2 separate regions of the Mus musculus genome follow, and region 2 is linked to region 1. A link is a contact called in public Hi-C data. All regions are on one chromosome and are shown on one strand. Each heading gives the region's core, a stretch centred on a gene start, on an enhancer-like site or on the middle of the called end of the contact. The rest is flanking DNA. Distances are from core to core; before and after follow the strand shown. Region 1 has its middle 110 kb from the start of Slc5a7. Region 2 holds the start of Slc5a7 (solute carrier family 5 (choline transporter), member 7).

What was found. A called contact is a pair of places that touch in the nucleus more often than the background predicts.
Region 2: a contact with region 1 is called in a Hi-C map of the C2C12 cell line, with 1.5 times the contacts expected there. The contact joins the promoter of Slc5a7 here to the enhancer-like site in region 1. A contact is called at or near these places in 2 of 39 promoter capture datasets (the 3T3-L1 cell line and stem cell-derived epiblast-like cells), 1 of 484 Hi-C or Micro-C datasets (the C2C12 cell line) and 2 of 9 other capture datasets (adipose tissue and liver).

The regions. Positions count from the first base shown.
Region 1 is chr17:54,186,723-54,191,786 of GRCm38.p6, forward strand. No RefSeq gene overlaps it. Among named protein-coding and RNA genes, the nearest start is that of Slc5a7, 110 kb to the right of the region's middle. Within about 2 kb of position 2,624, at least 8 of the 459 cell types and tissues checked have an H3K27ac peak or open chromatin away from gene starts, as enhancers often do. A contact at or near this core is called in the C2C12 cell line, where this site is marked.
Region 2 is chr17:54,296,747-54,301,605 of GRCm38.p6, forward strand. It overlaps Slc5a7 (solute carrier family 5 (choline transporter), member 7), which reads right to left and starts at 2,288. Exons shown (of 9, transcript NM_022025.4): 1 at 1,835-2,288; 2 at 213-445. The coding sequence starts at 390.

The sequences.
Region 1 (5,064 bases), core at 1,374-3,873:
AGAAATAGTTCTACGATTACAACTGTTCTAGACAAGCATGATTCTTTACTTCATTGTAAATCTTATTCTTATGCCTACAGATAAATGTAGATATCACCTCTCATCAAAGCAGTTTCTCTTGACAGTAAAACAAGACCATCAGAGTAAACACATTTGGACACAATGGAGAAATCAACACATTTTTTTGCAGCCAAGCTGCAGTGGACAGACATATCTATATCACAACTGCTGCATCTACAGTTCAGTATATACTGAGGAAGAAGTTGAGAAAGATTGCATATGCCAGAATACCAGAAAATCTGCTGTGAACAATTGGCAATACTAATAGATATGTGAATGTAGAAGGTGGAAATTTTCATAGTGTCCTATCTTCACACAAAGACCTATATGTAACTAATGAATGCTGAGAGAGGGAGAACTAGCTAGCTTCTTCTAGGGATGAGCCCCAAAATTAGTTATCTAATACAAAATGTTCAGCTCTGAAACCATATGCAAACAGCAAAATGGATCTAACAGATTGTATTTATATATTTGTGCATACATACATGTACATACATAGCAATACTAAGAAAAGAGAAAGAGGCTATCAATTTAGGAGGTAGGTGAATGAAAGGGGTTGGAGGGATGGAAACTTGGGAGGATGGGAACTAGGAGGGGCTTGAGGGAGGAAAGGGAAGGAGGTAATGTAATTTAATTTTAATTAAAATGTATAAGCATTTTATGTGTTCACAGATTTAATTGAGAAGTGTCAACATCTTAGAGTATCAAGCAAGGTTGCAAAACCCCTTCTCTTCCTCCTTGCCTCACTCGCTCTTCAGTTCCTCTGTTTCCTTATTTCGTGTTCCAAGCACACCCTGACATTTTTCAAGTCAGATTTCTCCTGAACTCTTTCCCTTCAGCTTAACATGCTAGTCTTCTTATTGTCTAGTTACCATTTATTTTAAAAAGTTGATGGAAACATTCAGTATATTAAAGAAAATGTGATCATGACTTTCATATGAATGAAGCTGTATCTCCCATCCTTGAAAATTATTATCCATAAGCTATCTTATTTAAGTTTTGCCCTATTTACTTTCTTGCTTATACCATAATATTCAGAGAAAATCCAAATATTACTTTATGTAGAAAAACTTCAATGTTTCTCCAAAATCTTCTTTAAAATAAATAATATCATTAATCTTAATTCAAACAGTTATTCTTTATTATCATCAAATATGTGCTTAATATGTAATACATGGTACCAAACTTCTCTGAACTTTTAAATGAACTTCATAAACATTTAAAGTGGTTATTATATAAATTCTGCATATATCATTGAGGTAGTTCTAGGTATAATGACACTCTCTATCAAGCATGAAGACTAAGTTGATTCCCAGGACTCACAACGGTGGAAAGGCATAACCATTTCAGGAAAACGGTTCTGTGACTTCCATATGCATGGCACATGAACCCCCACCCATACACATGTATATTTATGTACATATAAAAATAAATACAAAAAAGAAAAACTAAAATCTAAATATTATAATTTATTAATGCTTTGGTTTATTGTTTGCTTTTTGTAAACATATCAAAACTACCACATCTGTCTTTAAGTTTCTATTGCTGTGATAAAAACCATCACAAGCAATTTCAGTAGGAAAAGTTTTATTCTCTTTTCTATTTCCAGGTAGCAGTCACTCAAACATGGCAGGAACCTGGAGGGAGGGACTAAAGGAGACACCATGGAGGATCACAGCAAGCTTACTGGCTTGCTCCTTATCATAAGCTCAGCCTGATTTCTGCTACACCCAGGACCTCCAGTCCAGAGATTCACTACCTCCAACAAACCATTAATTAAGAAATGTTTTCTAGAAATGGCTGCATTAAGAAGACTGGAATAATGGCAGTATTAATAAACATGTTGATGTGGTGGGGAAGTGGGTGGATTTCACCAAGTCCCATCCCTCCACAAAGAAATACAGGCAAGTAATGACTGCTCAGAGAAGAAAGTAGGCTTTCCCAGGAGTGAGCCTCCTTCTTCCTTGTCCAGCTGAGAACAGTTAGCTCTAAAACCATACACACACAAGCAACAAATAGGCTTATTTATATGTCACATAATTATAAAGAAAAGAGATTATTAACCTAGGGTGTTAAAGTAGGTGTTCAAGGAAGGGAAGCTGAGAAGCACTGGAGGAAGGGAAGGTGAGAAGTGGTATAACTGTATTTTAATTAAATAAAAACATCTTTTAAAAAAATCAGCAGTATTTAGTTTCCCTCGAATTTAAGAAATTAGTAAGCCATAGAGTGTTTATTCAGTGAAGATATTTTAATGACAGTAGAAAACTAAAAAAAAAAAAACAAAAAACAAACAAAACACAAAAAAGGAAAAAGAAAATGCTCTACACTCTTGCCCACAGGCAATCTGATAGAGGCATTTTCTCAAATGAGTTTCCTCTTCTCAGATAACTGTTGCTTGTGTCAAGTTGCCTAAAACCAGCCAGGACAGTTTTTAACAGCAGTTCATGAAGAAAGGGAAACTGTCAGATGATATTTCCCTTTGGAGTCAAATAGCACTTCATGTACATATCAAAATTCTTCCTATTCATACAAAATTAATGAAATTCCAGCTGGTTAGAAAGCATGTTATTCTTGGCTCTTTGACATTTAAGGAACATAGTCCAAATCCAGGAAGTAGTTTTACTGTCTTTAAATCTTTCTCTTCTGTCATCAACATCCACATGCTTGCTCTCCCTCTCCCTTTCTCCCTCTCCCTCTCCCTCACCCTCTCCCTCTCCCTCTCCCTCTCCCTCTCCCTCTCCCTCTCCCTCTCCCTCTCTCTCTCTCTCTCTTCTCTCTCTCTCTCTCTCTCTCTCTCTCTCTCTCTCTCTCTCTTCTCTCTCTCTCTCTCTCTCTCTTCTCTCTTCCCCCCCCCTCTCTCTCTCCTGATTTCTCTGTATTTAATGCCTGAATTCTTAAGCATAGGGAAATATTCAAGTCTGGAGTAAAGAGTTAGTTCCTCCTTGTGGAATTCCTTTGTTTTTCCCCAAGCAATTCATTGGCACCCACTCCACACTGTAACTCCTATTAAAGTCATTCCCTGTGCTGAGAACTCACATACTGTCTGCTCTGGGTTTGAAAGCCTGGGGTGACATACTGGTGTTGCCATTTACTAGCTTATTAACACTGAGCTGGCTATGAATTGTCCTAGGTCATTAGTTCATCATCTGTGAAATGGGCATAATGATCTGCTTTCTTTGTCGTTTTGTTGTAGAGCTTAAGCATAAGTGTTTATTCTCGCTCTTGACATGTGTACCTGACAAAATTGGTGTTTTAAATATTATAATAAGCTAACCATAGTTTCCTTTAATATCTCCGAATGAAAAATAGAAATAGAAAGGAAAGAACATGACTGCTTCTAAGGAGGAGAAAGTTTACTGTAGATATTGGGAGAGTATAGCCAGAGCCAGAGATATTTGAAAGAATTCTGAGTGGACATGACTCTGAGCCATGTATGGAGAAATGGTGGGGGAAGGGAGAGGGGAGAGATACAGCAGCCAGGAAGCCCAAAAGAAAGTAGATGAAAAGGACCAGGTAACCAAAATAGTTTGATTATATAGGGAAGGATGGCGGGGAATGGGGTAGAGAAATTTAGAGTAGAGAATGGGATATTCTCACCCAAGAGAGGCCAGAAATAGGTAGGGACTGAGGGATACAGGGAGAACTTGGCACTCAAGTCCTCTTTGATATGCTAAGCAGGCATGCACAGTCATTTGTCTCTGGTTTGAAACCTAACATCTTCCTTCTGAATTGTTAAGGGGCAAAGACCACTAGCTACCCAATTTATCATAATTATTGTTCAACACTCAGTCCTGAAACAATTGATTTGGAAGTCTCCATTGTTTTTTGTTTGTTGGTTGGTTTGATGTTTTGTTTTTGTTTTGCTTTGTTTTACTGAGTAGATTATTCAACAGACAACTTCATTATCTAACCATTCTTGATATTCTTCGGAGATCCCATTTTTGGGGAATGCATGGATTAACTGATAGGATATTAGGCTAAGCGAAATAAGTCAGACACAGACAGAAAGTAGTCCATGGTCTCAGTTATACGAAACGACAAAAAACTTAAAATATGCAGAAGCAGAGTTACAATAATGCTTATGCAGTTTGGTGTGAGTTGGGGATAGAGAGATGTCAGCAGAAAGAAACTAAATTGTAGTTAGCAGAACTCATATAAGTAACGTGATTGTATTGCACATGGCAATGGGGGGAAGAATAGATTCTAGGTAGGTTTTGCACTAGAAAGATAACTAAGCAATACATTATGATGTAATCTATTGATTCCCTAGCCTAAAATGATCTCACTATACATATGTGTATCAAACATTATGTTGTGGCTCTTAAATATACAATTAAAATTCATAGTTATTCCTGTTGATGTCATACATTATTATCAAGGTTCTAAAATGCAAATTATAACATATACAGCATGTGTTTATGCATATGTACACACATATGTATGAATTTCTTTAGTAAACACATTTCTTATTTCCCAGCTCTTTTTTTTTAACTAGGAATGTTTGTTCATGATGAGTATCTAATATTTAGGAATATTAAGAATATTTAATTCTTATAAATTGTATTTTTAAACGAGATGGCATACCCTTGTAGGAGATGAGGAGTTTAGGAGAAAAGACTAGGTTTTGTCAGTAGTAGAAAACAGAAATTTTCTTTTTTCTTTCCTTTTCTTTTCTCTTCTTTCCTTTTCTTCTTTCTCTCTTTCTCTCCCTTCCTTCCTTCCTTCCTTCCTTCCTTCCTTCCTTCCTTCCTTCCTTCCTTCCTTCCTTTCTTTCTTTCTTTCTTTCTTTCTTTCTTTCTTTCTTTCTTTCTTTCTTTCTTTCTTTCTTTCAGCAGTTATGAAGCAAACACAGGTCATTACCCCAGCATCAGCATCTGCAATACCATGCTGGGTGATACTGGGACGCCTGAGAGCAAAAGCATGTTAAAGCCAATGATTTGTGGGGACTGCCTTTCTGCTTGTGCTTCTCTACAGGCTGCATACACAACTCCCACTGTTAAACCT
Region 2 (4,859 bases), core at 1,038-3,537, 110 kb after region 1:
TGCTTCCCTAATATTAAGTTCAGTGATTTATTGTAAAATTGTTTTTGTCTAGAATTACTGAAATTAAAACATGTTCATTTTGTTTTAAATTAAATATGAAGCCACTTTAAAATATAAGTTGTGGACTGAAAGAGCTCCAAAGGACAAAGGCAATGTGTGATTTCTCCCTTTGAGTAGAAACCAGCCTGGGAAGGGAATACAGAGAAACCTACCTGTCATGGTAAAACCACCAACCAACAAACCAATGTCACGGCCCCCGACTATGATGGCTTCACTGCGCTCTTCTGGGTTGCCGCTGTTTTTGGTTTTCCATGCAGCCCATATTCCAACCAGAAATATAAGGAGGTAGAAGAGGATAATAGCTACCAGTCCTTCTACGTGGAAAGACATTTTTATTTAGGGTACAGTGCAGATCCTTCCACAGAGGGCTACTTCATCAAATCTTCTGTAGAAAATACAGCAATGTATTATTAAGCAGCCACGCACTATGCTTACACAGGCTGCCAAAACGAAGCAGCTGGATCCAGACATCTTTTTTTTTTTTCTTCTTTGAAAAAGCTTGCATTGAAATCCCATAATACTAATCATGGCCAACAAGTGTCCAGTTCACTGCTCTGTTTCTGCTTAACAAGTTAATGCTTTGCATTCGAAGAAACAAACAAAAAAAGGAGTGAGCATAAATCCAATAAAAATAATTTTTTTTGTATTTTATAAATTCCTTCAAGTTAAGTCTGTTTTGTATTACACCTCAGTTCTTTAGATTGTTTGCAGCGATTATGCCTATATATTTGCCCTTTCAAACTAAGTCAATATTTAATAATTGTTTACTAATTTAAGTGTAGCCTAAAGGAATACTCCAAGAAAGTCTCCCCCCTCCCCCTCCCTCTCTCTCTTCCCCCCTTTCCTCCTCCCCTCCCCTCTCCTCTCTCTCTCTCTCTCTCTCTCTCTCTCTCTCTCTCTTTCTTTCTCTCTTTCTCTCTTTCTCTCTCTCTCTCTGTTCATTCTTCATTCTTTACTTATCCTTTCAGACCTCAGGAAACAGGTCCAAAAGTAACTCAATATAAAATATCTGGCCAGAATACCCCCTCCAAAAACACTAAAACAAAAACAACGCCCCCCCCCCAAAAACAAACAAACAAACTAGGAAAATCCTTTTTAAAATCAATTTACTGTGACAACTAAGTATGTTTTCCTTGTTTAAAAGAAGGACCCTCTCAATCTCTCAATCTTCCTTTGTCCTTAGTTCATATCATGTCCACCCCACCCCCACCCCCACCCCACCCTCACTCCTACCCCCACCCCCACCCCGCGCCTCATCATCCCGGTCTCTACAGAAGAGGATTTTAAAATAAGGCAATATATAAACCACAGTCACAGATACGAAAACGCGAACGAAGAGGACTGATGTCAACTTTTAAAATAAAGCTTGATCTTACGGAATTCCTGTTCTCTTATACTGAACAAACCAGTGCTATTTCCTTCACCCCAGTTCACAGGCGTAAGTTTTTGTGGGAGGGGGTCTGAGCTTTGCAAGCGGGTTCTGGCTGCAAGCACTCACCTCCGGGATGTTCTGGAGCGCCCCGGACCGGGTGGGCTCCGCCTTTGTGAGCCCAGAGCCACCAAATTTCCCCTCCGCCCAAACTCCCCCGCGCCCTGCTCCCCTTTGCCTCTGAGCTCTGGATCTCCTGAATCCAGACTCCTACAGTCGCTAGCACCCCTAGAGCCACAAGTGCTTCTTAACTGAGCGGAGGGGACATCCCCAGCAGGCAGAGTCGATCCTTCCCGGGCGGCCCCGAGGGTGTGGCCCTAGCTCTTGTTCCCGTAGGGCTCTTACCTTTGCGTCACCCGGAGCTGCTTTAGGGGTCCAGGAGCCCCTTGAGCCCCGGGCTGTGAGGGACACGGAGGGAGGGAGGCTCGAGGTGAGTGGAGGGGGCTCCGGCAAGGAGCCCGATGAGGACTCCGAGGGGGTGAAGCGATCGATCTGGGTATTGGAAAAAGTCTCTTTATAAGGGCGGAAGGCGGGGGCGATCGTCAGAGCTCTGGAGAAGGACGTCAGAACAAAGTGGTGCTGGGCGTGAGTTGCGGACTGTGCCCTGGTGTGGCCCGGGGTGCGAGGGAACAGCCAAGCTCAGATCCAGCACTTGCCCAAGTTCATGTTCCCATCCCAAGTCAAGTCGTCTGCTACCCTAGAATGGAGGACTCCAGACTAAAGGTCATTTCCCAGCCTACCTGCCCACTTTATCTTTCTGGGTTGCAAAAGACAGCAATGGACTTGGAGGATTTCACTTGCAGATGCAGACTGGAAGCTTCCAAACCCCGCCTTGAGGTGTCCACATGCAAGCTCAGTTAAGGGCCTTGTCTCTGTCTCTGGTTGGCCTCAGAGAGGGGTTGCTTTCAAGCCCTTCTTGGCTAGTTTTTTTGTAGAAACATGTTAGGAAGGTTTAGACTAGTCAGCCTATTTCTCTTTGCTTTATATTCATATTCCCTTCACTTAAAACTGGGGTCACCATGAAACTTTCTCACAGGTGCACAGTTCTTTAAAATAAAGTTGGTGTGTAAGCCACAGGAAACATCCTACTAGCTAAGCCAAGCACTCTAGCTTATAAAAGCACTCAGTCTATCACTTCAAACAGGTTTAGATCTTTTGCATGCATATATATCTAGCACTACATTTCTAGCATACTACATATCTAGTATTCTGTGACAGGATTACTTATGTATCTGTTGTACCTGTCTTTAAAGGGCTTTATCTTATAACAGTTGAATATATTGTAGAGGGGGCTGCTTCTGCAACCTTTTAAATGTGTTTCAGGGAGAGGTGTTATGGAATGGGTGTGAGGAAAAAGAAAAGATTGAAAGCCATAAAGTCTCAGCTTTGTGCCCACTTTCTCACTTCTTTCTACATCTACTGAGCCAGTCTATTAAACAGTGAAACAGTGCATCTGACAGCTAACGAGGTGAAGTCCATACTCAGCTGCTATCCACCTCTCTAGGCTAACCTGCAGACTAGCTCCCATCTTAGACTGGATTTATAGAGGCTCTTTTAACTGTATTCCCCATTCCTTTGTTCTCTGTGTGAACAGTAACTTCCCCTGTTACTGGACAGGGCAGAGGCCTATGTGGATAGTTGTCATAATGAAGGTTTGTAACCAGCTAATTGCTATCTATCTATCTATCTATCTATCTATCTATCTATCTATCTATCTATCTATCTATCTATGGAACAGACCCTATTTGAGCTCAGACAGAAACTAACAGAAGACAGACATGAAATTCATTTAACCACTCAGTGTTTTAGGTGGGATTTCTTTTACTTTTGATTCTAATTAACTTCTGATTTTGAACTTAGGCCACAGATTAATACACATTTTTTTCCTTCTGGAATATTCCTTAAGGTGATGACACAGATATTTCAGTTGCAGTAGGGCAGGGATCAGGAATGCAGTGTCTCAGACAGTGTGCCAGTTTATGGGGCTAAGGTCAGAGAGTGTGACTCAAGCACAGAGAGACAGGAGAGATGGCTGTCCTCACAGAACATCACTAGGGCTTAGGGGTGAGAATCCGGAGTGCAGCCAGGGCTGGCACTCTGGGAGAGGTGGGGCTAGGGAAACTAATTAATTTTGAGAAGCCAGGAATACCAGGATCTAGACCAACTCCCAGATCTCAGTAGTGACAGTGACCTTGAAAGTGGCTTAAAAGAAAACTGGCAAAGAAACTGTCCTTCATGATAAAGAGCACCAGTTGAAAATGACAACTACTGATGTATTGAGTCTGGCTTTTGGCAGACATGTCCTCATCTGCCAAGTCCTGTGAGTACCATTGTCTGACCAGACAATGATGCCGCACATGCGTTTCTGATCTAGCATCCTCTTTGTGATGCATGTTTGTCTTTTATCTTCACTATAACATCCCTTTCTACTTTCCTGAGAGTATATGCTTATACTTGGAGCCACAGAATATATGTCAGTGGGAGCTGAATTTCGGATTTAGGAGCTGGAAAGCAAGTTTGCATTACAAATCATTTATTTCGTTAGTACACATCTCCTATTACTTTTTATATTCCAAACAGTGTTCTAAGAACCGAGAATATATGTAGAAAATGATATATAATGCCCTACCCTAAACAACTTTTTATCCTTAACAGGAAAACAAAAGGAATATCAGACAAAGGTCTCATTTAACTTCTTATTTTCAGTTCTGGGGAGCACACAGTATATCCCTCTGCTTACAGATATTAAGTGCAGCCCAGACATTTCTCTATGACTGATACACTGTTCTTGAACGAGGGGACATTTTGTTCATACAGCAGAGGCTGTTTTGTGCGAAGATTATGATGGGTGCTGGATCCTTCTTCTCAGTGAGCTTCAGTTATCTGACCTTGCTGCCCATAGCATCATTCATGGAATAGAGGCGCTAGAAGCACTATTTTTTCAAAAAAACATTGATATGTATATATGTATATGTATGTGTACACATATATATGTGTGTATATATGTATATATAAGAATCAATGGCTATGACTTGAGTGTACATTAACACATTATGTTAATGTGACATAAAACATTAACCCAGATGTATTCAATGAGATACTGTGTGCCCCTTTCCCACAATTCCTTAACCTTCTGGTTTCTCACATACCTTTAAGTTGACCCTCTTTTAATTTACTACTTTTCGATTGCAACTGGCCAAACATTTCAAAACACAGTGGATATCATGATAATAGGGTGCTATAGAAATTGTACTAGAGTGATAATTTTAATTCTATAAATCTTAGAAAAAGGTTTAGGAATATTTTTCCTTCTGACCCTTTCCCAGTGTGGTGGTTTGAGTGAGAATGAATCTCAAAGACTCGTGCTTTG